Linked DNA regions of Sus scrofa: all the other regions are linked to region 1. A link is a contact called in public HiChIP or PLAC-seq and promoter capture Hi-C data. All regions are on one chromosome and are shown on one strand. Each heading gives the region's core, a stretch centred on a gene start, on an enhancer-like site or on the middle of the called end of the contact. The rest is flanking DNA. Distances are from core to core; before and after follow the strand shown.

What was found. Promoter capture Hi-C pulls out the DNA fragments that hold promoters and counts their contacts. HiChIP or PLAC-seq counts read pairs in DNA pulled down with a chosen protein or histone mark.
Region 2: a contact with region 1 is called in an H3K27ac HiChIP or PLAC-seq map of alveolar macrophages. The contact joins the promoter of SMARCA5 here to the promoter of ABCE1 in region 1. A contact is called at or near these places in 3 of 5 promoter capture datasets (fetal liver, fetal skeletal muscle and liver) and 2 of 2 datasets of contacts at active chromatin or transcription factors (alveolar macrophages and skeletal muscle).
Region 3: a contact with region 1 is called in a promoter capture Hi-C map of fetal skeletal muscle, with 5 times the contacts expected there. The contact joins the promoter of GYPA here to the promoter of ABCE1 in region 1. A contact is called at or near these places in 4 of 5 promoter capture datasets (fetal skeletal muscle, liver and skeletal muscle) and 2 of 2 datasets of contacts at active chromatin or transcription factors (alveolar macrophages and skeletal muscle).

Annotation. Positions count from the first base shown.
Region 1 is chr8:83,351,735-83,354,669 of Sscrofa11.1, reverse strand. It overlaps ABCE1 (ATP-binding cassette sub-family E member 1), which reads left to right and starts at 1,462. Exons shown (of 18, transcript XM_003129170.6): 1 at 1,462-1,685. ANAPC10 (anaphase promoting complex subunit 10) reads right to left here and starts at 1,360. Exons shown (of 5, transcript NM_001177927.1): 1 at 1,345-1,360.
Region 2 is chr8:84,223,560-84,226,494 of Sscrofa11.1, reverse strand. SMARCA5 (SWI/SNF-related matrix-associated actin-dependent regulator of chromatin subfamily A member 5) reads left to right here and starts at 1,552. Exons shown (of 24, transcript XM_003129174.5): 1 at 1,552-2,248. The coding sequence starts at 2,072.
Region 3 is chr8:84,036,132-84,039,066 of Sscrofa11.1, reverse strand. GYPA (glycophorin-A) reads right to left here and starts at 1,493. Exons shown (of 6, transcript XM_005656526.3): 1 at 1,201-1,493. The coding sequence starts at 1,237.

The sequences.
Region 1 (2,935 bases), core at 213-2,712:
CCCTAGCCTGGGAACCTCCATATACCCAGAGTATGGCCCTAAAAAGACAAAAAATAAAAATAAAATGAAATAGCCAAATGGATCACAAATATGCCCTGAATATCAATCATCTATTTCTTAAAAGGCGACATAACTCAATCACTGTAATTAAAAACTCTTGAGAATTCAGTTTTTGTTTCTAAAATACAACATATTATGACTTACGAGATGTGCAAAGCAACAGCATATAGTAGTCAAAGGGTATAGGGTCAAGGGGTCAGATTTAGTCACTCCTTTAGCCTAGAATTTGGCCAGGTCTGGGCTTTACTTCCTTTCCTGTCTGTCAAAGGGGTTGACTGGATCTATAACTGTAATGCTATGAAGTTCTATACATCTGTGAGTAAAAATTCCTAATGAAGTTTTCTCCCTCGAAAAGTCAGACTTAAAAACCTTTAATCCAGAAATATGTAAATATTGGTCAACATTTTAAAAAATCCATTAAGTGATGCAGAGAAAAATCACATCTTCTCACTGGTCGTCAAAAGTTCCATTTATACGTGCTTTTACTGTAGAATATAAAGTCAGAAAAATGCCTTTAAGGTATAGAAGTGAAGAACTGGTCTATTCTAAATCACTAGTTTATCCTCTTGTCTAGTGAACAACACGTAAAACTGCTTCAGTAGTGCAAAGTTACAGCTGCTGAACGCGGTTACACGTACATGATATTATAAACTTGGCCTAAAAGGTCTGTTTACCGTCTCCTTGACATCTCAGCTGTTCCCTAATCTCTACACAAGCACTTGATACCGCTTAAATAATAGTACACACTGGACTGTAAACTTCGGAAAGGCCTGAGGCTTAAATGCTCCATTAGCAATTTACTGAATGAATAAATAAATAAATAAATAAGTTCCATCATAAACTAAAGTATTTCTCAAGGTCTAGGTTGGTCTAAGTAAGGTCTAGGTTGAGACAATAAAACCTGTGGCCACACTGTCAAATGTCCAAAAATGTCCAAAAAGGGAAGAGCTATCTCTACATTGCGGAGAATTCAGCTGCTGAACTTGGTACTGGACTCCACCAAGTGGATAAAACACGGAGCTCGAAGAAGAATGGGTTCCTGGCCACATCATTCATAAGGTGAGGCCAAGGAGAGAACGCCACAGTAAGCAGTGCCTGGACCAGACTCTCTTGGTTCCGTTTGACATCCCTTCCAGAAGCGCTAGAATGGGCAACCGCTAAGGATCCATTCCTGACCCATCGGCCTTGAAATAGGAAGCGTAAAAGGAGACTGACAGTGGAGAAGAGATCGCATCTGTTTAAGCTGGAATCATTCTCCACGTCGGGGAAAGCCCATGCACTTACAGCTTGCAGACCCGGATTGCCTCCACTCAGGTTTTCGGAATCCACTGCTGCTCCGCGCCACTCCCCCTCGCCTTCCCAGAACCGCCTAGCTTCCCCAACGACGTCAATTGGGGTCGCAGTCCGATGATGTCATCCCATCGTCCCGCCCTCCTCCCTCCAGGGCTCTGCCCGGCGTGCTCTGCCGCGCACGCGTACATCGCCCCTGTGGCATGCGCGAGGCGGTGGCTGGGCACCGCCATCTTGGCCGGTGTGTGTAGGAACACGCTGTGTGGCTGAAAAGTGAAAGCAAGAGCAGATTTGGCTTCTGCGTTCCCCTCCCCAAGGGGAATCTGTTTCTCCAGGTACGTGAATAGCCCGGAGGGGTTTTGCCGTTAGCTTCGGTTTGGCATGGTCTAAACGCAGGTAGTGGCATTCTCGGAGAGCTTTTGGTTAGGCCTCAGGTGGCGGCGGTGGAGACGGCAGCGGCGCGTAGCAGCCGGCTTGAGGGAGACAGCTGGTAACGCCGGAGCGCGGGCGCAGCCGAGTGCTGAGGGCGCCTCCAGGCTGACCTGGCTTTCCGCCTCTGTTGCCCGCCGTCCCCTCAGCGTTCCAGTCTCCACCGCCTCCACTCCCCGCTTTACCGCGCTCCTACTCTGGAACTGAATCTTTTAGAAAGCCGCATCCCCTACTCCCCCCACTCCCCCGGCCCGGTGAAGGGGATGTAATGTCACGTGCGTATTTGATTATGGGACGTCGTCGCCTTTTTTCCCCACTGTTTGGAGATTTGGCAATGAGTCATGGCATCTTGCCGCCATGAAGTCGAATATTTCTTGTCCACTCCCAGTCTTTAGAGAAATGATGTCCAAACGTCAGCACTTTTTTCAAAGCAGCGTGTTCTCAGCTGTAACCGAGGTTGTTCCAAGTAATCTCCCAGGTGAACGCCATTAGCATTTTGGGTGCGCTTTTATGGTACTCTGCACGTTCCGTTTTCCTCTTTAGATCTTAAACTCCTTGAGATTACCGGTGATGTCTTTACTGAAAATACTTACTTTGAAGAGAGTGTACTTTGAGATTTGAATATCTTCAGAGCCCTGTTTGTTCCCAGGAGTCTCTTATTATAGAGTTTTTCCCTGCAATCCTTCCTGTGCTGTATCTTTCTCATTGAAAAAGAAAGGAGGGAATCCTGCCCATTTCTTTAAACTGACGTGGAAATTTAATTAATAGTGTTGACACAGTTAATTAACAGTTCTTCAAAGAATCTGTCCACTTAAATACATTATAATTTATCACTTTTTGATGTAAGTCAGGTTATTAGCCATCTCTGCTATGCTTTTATTTTATAAAAATCATCTCCTACAGTCTTGTTTTTTTTTAATGGTTTGGAATAGTCAATGAAACATTATGTAGTTTGGCAAAAATAAACTTTAAGCAGTTTCATTGCTAAATCAATGATGATTTATCCCCTCCTGGAGAATTCATTGTGCTGATTCACCATAATTTGTATGGAGTCCAGTTTGATTTTAATAGCTAACTAAAGAATCTTCAGTTTCTAGGTAATTATCGCTTCCGGAATGATAGTTGCTTTTTTTTTTTTTTTTTCTTTGCTTTTTAG
Region 2 (2,935 bases), core at 303-2,802, 870 kb before region 1:
GAAATGAATCTGACTAGTAACCATGAGGCTGCGGGTTCAATATCTGGCCTTGCTCAGCAGGTTAAGGATCTGGCCTTGCTGTGAACTGTTGGGTAGGTCACAGACATGGCTCTGATTCTGCATTGCTATGGTGTAGGCTGGCAGCTGTAGCTCCAATTGGACCCCTAGCCTGGGAACTCCACATACCCAGGGTGCAGCCCTAAAAAGCAAAAAAATAAAATAAAATAAATAATAATACACAAACTCATTTTAGAAAAATAAAAAAAGAGAAACAAAAATGAATTAGGTAATATACATCAACAACAATCACTTTCAATAATTTTAGGACTATCCTTCCAAAGTTTTATCTATATTTTTGAACTGTTAAAATTTTTTAGTTACTACTATATAATAAACTTTTTTCTACAGTCTGGTTGTTACAAGTTAATAATAATTCACTTTGTGGTATACAACAGTTTTAAAATCAAACTTTCAATGTTGGACTATATTGTGCTAGCATTTCTCAAGTACATATAAAGACGATGATGATCATCATTTATATAGTTTTCTTTTTATCTATCCTTGGGGGTTCCCTAGAGTCTCAGACAGGGCATTTCTAATAGGCTGGGGAACATTCTTCCAGATCTCAAAGAATTATCATTGAATTGGTTAAAAGTTTGCAGGTTAAATATTCAAAGGAAATCCCTTCTGTTTGTAATTCAGCATAGTCAATGGTTTGGTCAAACCTTGACTCTTGACAAGTTTGTCTCCTTTATTCAATACGTACTAATAGAATATTGGATATGGGGATATAAAGATGAGTAAGAGCCTATGCAGGGCAAATAACAATTTAGTGCAGTATGCAGATTTGCTGTCAAATAGAACACCATGTGCTTAAATTCTGCAGTAGGTGGATGCAAAAGGCTGTGTTGAACATAGCGTAAAGCAATGTACAAACCAGTGATTACTTGTAACACTTTTTTAGAAGAATGTCTGTTTTTATTTAATATTTGGTGGTTGAGGAAAAGATATAACCTATTACCTCTCTTTCTTATCTGCTAATTACTCTTGTTTCTCACATGGTGGTTGGCGCAGTTTGCTTACTTTTAGCATGTAAACTTAGAGGAAATATCGTCTAACTCTACCGAAGAAGGAATTTAGAAATGATCAATCATATAGCTAACATAAGGATGACAAAACAAACAAAAATCACACTAACAGGCACTCTTCTTAGACAACAAAACAGTGAGACGTCAACTGGGAAAACCGTATCATTGTCAACTCTGTGGCGTCACGCCAATAAGCGGAGGCGGTAAAAGAGAGGCCTGCAGAAGCCTCTACGCTGCAGCAGGCGGCGCAAGACCCGGGCAATTTTTCGAGCAGCGCTGGGATTACTGCCAAGCTGGGGAAGCACAGCGACCCGGCACAGCGAGCCGTTAAGAACGACTGTAAGACTGCGGTGGCGTCACGCCCGGAAACCGACGCACAAACTTACGTCTCCGAGCCCTCCTTTGAGGCCCCGCCCACTCATCGCCCTAGAGCCCGTAGGGGCACAGGGGGCGTGGCCAAGAGCTTGGAGTAGAGAATGCGCATGCGTACTTTGAAACCCCGGTCTCTTAGCTAACTATCAATCTCGCGAGTGTTGAAAGTCGGTGGCGTAGGTAGTAGACCTGGATGCTGGCGAGATACCTGATATCTACCAGAGGAAGAAGAGGAGGCGGCTAGGCTAGTTCCTGGTCTTGGTCCTTCTTGCTTTCCTTTCTTTTTCCCCCAACTCTCCGCCCTCCTGTAAATCGGCCTGCCTTCTCTGACCTCAGTGACCCGGGTGGCCCCGCCCACCCTCGTCGACGTGATTCCCGCCGTGAGGTAAAGCGCCGGTCGAACCCAGAGCCGGGAGGAAGAGGAGGACAGCTAGAGGGGGAGGCTCCTGGGCCTGGCTTGGGCTCGTCGCCGAGCTGCGGAGAGGAAGCATTCGGGTGGTCCTTCCGCTCCTCCATCGGCTCACTGCGACGTAGCCACCCAGGCCTAGGCCTCCTCCTCATCCCTGCTGGGCCGGGCCTCTGGCAGCAGCGGGTGACGCAGACGGAACATCATGTCGTCCGCGGCCGACCCTCCGCCACCCCCGCCTCCCGAGAGCGCGCCTTCCAAGCCCGCATCCTCCGCCGCCTGTAGCGGGAGCAACAACAGCAACAAAGGCGGCCCCGAGGGCTTCGGCGTCCCGGCGGCTCCCTCCGCGGCCGGCGCCGGCCCCACGGACTCCGAGATGGAGGTAAGGACGGCCTGTGGCATGGGGAGAGGGCGGGATAGGGAGGAGGAACTGGTTCCCTCTGCTGTGTATTGGTGATAAAACGCGAAGCCGAACTTCACTCCTCTGCACCCAAACTCGGCCTCAGACCCTTGGATGATCCGAAATGATGCTCTCCCTTGCGCCCTTCTGCTTACCTATGCAAGTAGACTCAGCTGGGTCTCTGGCACCTCATATTTGCGTTATTTGTCTCTTTCGCGAACCTTGCCAAATCCTCAAACGCTCTTATTAGACACATGTTCTTGATTACTGAGGCCGAGACGGATCTGCCGACTTTTTTTTTTAAGTGAGGCTCCCATAATTCCCTCGCCCATCTCTGAATCTCGATTTTAGTTTCCACTAAACCTGGGGGGAGGGGGAGGGAGATTTCCCTTTAGGAACGAGGGTAGACGGACGGGGTGGGGAAGGCATTTAAAAGCAGCGCATCCGAGGATTTGGGCCTCCTTTTCTTCATCCCGGTCCTTGCGGGGGCGGTATCTGTTCTGGGCAGAAACAATGGCGAGAGCTGGATGGCTGAGGGCGCAGTGGGGATAAGCGGGGCGCAGCTGCTCCTGTGAAGGGAGAGGAGGCTCCTCCCAGGCGCTGTTCCATTGGGAGGGAAGCGACCAAGGCAGCGGCAGCTGTCTGGAACCCCCATCTAATTTGGGGGTG
Region 3 (2,935 bases), core at 244-2,743, 680 kb before region 1:
AAATCGCCATCCCATACCCAGGTTCGTTTCCTCGTTTATCATCATTATCACAGCTAAATACTTATTTATGATTTTCCTGTGTGCCAGGCCCCAGAGTGAGGACATTACAGCCATTGCTTTGTTTCATCCTTACGCGATTCCTGGCAGGCAGGTAGCAACACTGCCTTCCACAGACGGAGACACTGAGGCAAAGAGCCAGTAAGGCACTTGCTTTCATGGTCCCCAGGCTTTCCGATGTGGAGCCAGATTTGAACCTCGTTCTGTCTGTCTTTGATGTCTGTGCTTGAACCCTCACCCTCTTTCACCCCTTCGTGTATCTTAGAAAATGCTCCATTCCCTTCCCCATCTCATACAGAACGGCCAGGAAATCCTTGAAACGTGCTCTAGCTTGAGTTAGAGTCACATCTGAGGGGCTCAACACATTTCGAGTAATTGCCTGCTCCTTATCTCTGTGCTGGGCCCTAGAATTTCTGACACATAAACACTGCCTCTGAGAAGATGTGAACCATAACGCTCTCAGGAAAAGGCCAGAAATAATGTTAACTGGATACCACTTCATAATACGCATGTGTTATATCTTTATTTTAATGAATTGATTTTGAGTTCTTCCAAACCACATAACACCTAAGCCAATAAGAATTGGTTTTGTTTGTTTGTTTGTTTGTTTGTTTTCCTGCCTCATCCCTCAGTAATAGACCACAAAGTGAGAAACAACTCCCTCATGGATTCAGAGCTCATGCTTGCAGCTTGGACTGACTTTTGGCAAGAGAAAGAGGAAATTACAATTTTTCGGAAAACTCTTTGAAAACTGGGGGCCATATATCCACCATCACCTTCATGAATGATTCCTCAATTTAGACGTTAATCTCATGAAAACAGCAATAAAGCAGCCCAGGCCTTCACACAGAAATGTTTCTCATAGTAGCTCATAGTAGTTAATAAAGTTCTTTTCTTGCTAACTGGGCTGAGAATTGCTGAGATGGGAAATCATAATCTAGCCACAGTTCCTGGGCCCCTGGGGCCATTTCATCTGCCTTACCAGACAAATCCCAATCCCAGTCCCCCCACCAGACTGGGATCCGTGATACCACTCCTTCATTTGTGCCCCTAAGTACACTAGGACGAAGGGGACAGTTAATCTTTTGATCTATAATCCTATATCCCCTATATCAGCATCGGACTGAAAAAAATTCCACTCACCTGCCAAGAGTAATACAAAGATCATTTTCCCGTGCATCCTGAGATCATGAGCTGGCTGGCCAAGGTCAGTGCAAGAAAATTGCCAGAGACACCTGAAGTGTCGTCTGTGGCCTCAGCCTCCGTGCTCTTATCTTTCAGACCCACCCTCTCTGGCACCAGAAGATAGGCCGGGTGGCATTTTTAAACTGTGCAAAGTTGTGAACAGCGTGTCCATATAGATATGGGGCTATCTCCTTACCCAGGATTATGAATGTATTTAGCCAGCTCTTCCCTCACTCCAGGGAACTGGTGGCTGCGTGTGAAATATCCCAGCATGAACTCGGTGGGCGTGGCAAGGTAGGAGCAGCAGGAGCTGCCTGATTGGACAAACCAGAGACAAGAGACAGACTGCAAGGGCCTGAGACAGACTGCAAGGGCCTGAGCCAGGCGCTGGTCGCTTTCGCTTTGGGGAGCAGGGCGCCTCCTCCTTTTTAAGGCGGAGACCCTGTGGGCCAGGGTGGAAGTGACTTCTTAAGCGAGAATTGAGTGTCTTTGAGAATGGTGATTCCCACTGGCGTGCTCTGAGGTTTCAAATAACTCCAACTCAAGGCAGGTCATACAGCCATGTAAGAATACAGGCGACGCAAGAAGTTGTTTAATTTTTTTACTTTATTCCCCCCACCCCATGACTTCCTATTTTTAAGGGGAGAACAGTTAGCATTAGCTTTAAAAATGCTACTTCCCTTTGAAAACAGGTGAATAAATTAGGTATTCTCCTCACAAGGGACTATTAGTTAGCTATTAAAATCATGTTTTCAAAAGTAGTTGGTATGGAGACTGGGGATAAAATAGGTAAGTGGAAAAAAACAGGCTCAAAAACTGTGTGGACAAACATCAAAATCCCGTTCGATTCTTTTTTCCTCTGTTATGTCCCGTCTGCCTGGGACATGCTCATTCTCCCCTTACAGGCCCTACTTCTGTTCTGCTTAGGAGCTCAATTTAATACTGCTTCCTCCAGGAAGTTGGCCCTGCTTTCCTACATCTGCATCAGGGGTCCCTGCTCTGTGCTCATACCAGTTCCTCCCTGTGTCTAGGACATCATAGTGCATTGCAATGATTTTTGTGTCCCCAGCAGACTCTAAGCTTATGCAGGCAGGCCCTGCCTAGGGCTATCTTACTTACCACCGAGTGTTAGGAGTAGAGTTGACAGTAAATATTTGTTAAATTAATAAATCACAAATGAATATTGCAGAGGAAAGCAACTTCTCTCTTGGTGAAAAGAAGCTGCGCTTTACTATCATCGTTCTTACTGTCTTCTTGTTAGGGTCACACCTGTGCTATATGGAAGTTCCCAGGCTAGGGGTCGAATCAGAGCTGCAGCTGCTGGCCTACACCACAGCCACAGCCCCAGCAATGGCAGATCCAGGACGCGTCTGCAGATATGTTGCCACTCCGTGACCTCATTAAAGACAGACAAAACCTGTAAGGCTCTCAGTGTAGAAACAGGTCAGACCCAGCATGAGGCACCGGCTGTGTGAAAGCAGAACTGTATGGTGCCCTCTAGTGGTGGGTCCACACAATGGAAGGAAAAATGTGAAACCTGGGGGAGAAACAAACAGCGCAGGACATGAAGTTATACTTTTCCCTTTCAGGCACTTCCCCAGTCATGCTTGCATTCTGACTGAAACGCATGTTCAGGAACACCATAACATCCCACCAGGGAGACATATCATTGCAAATGTGTCAGATAAAGCTA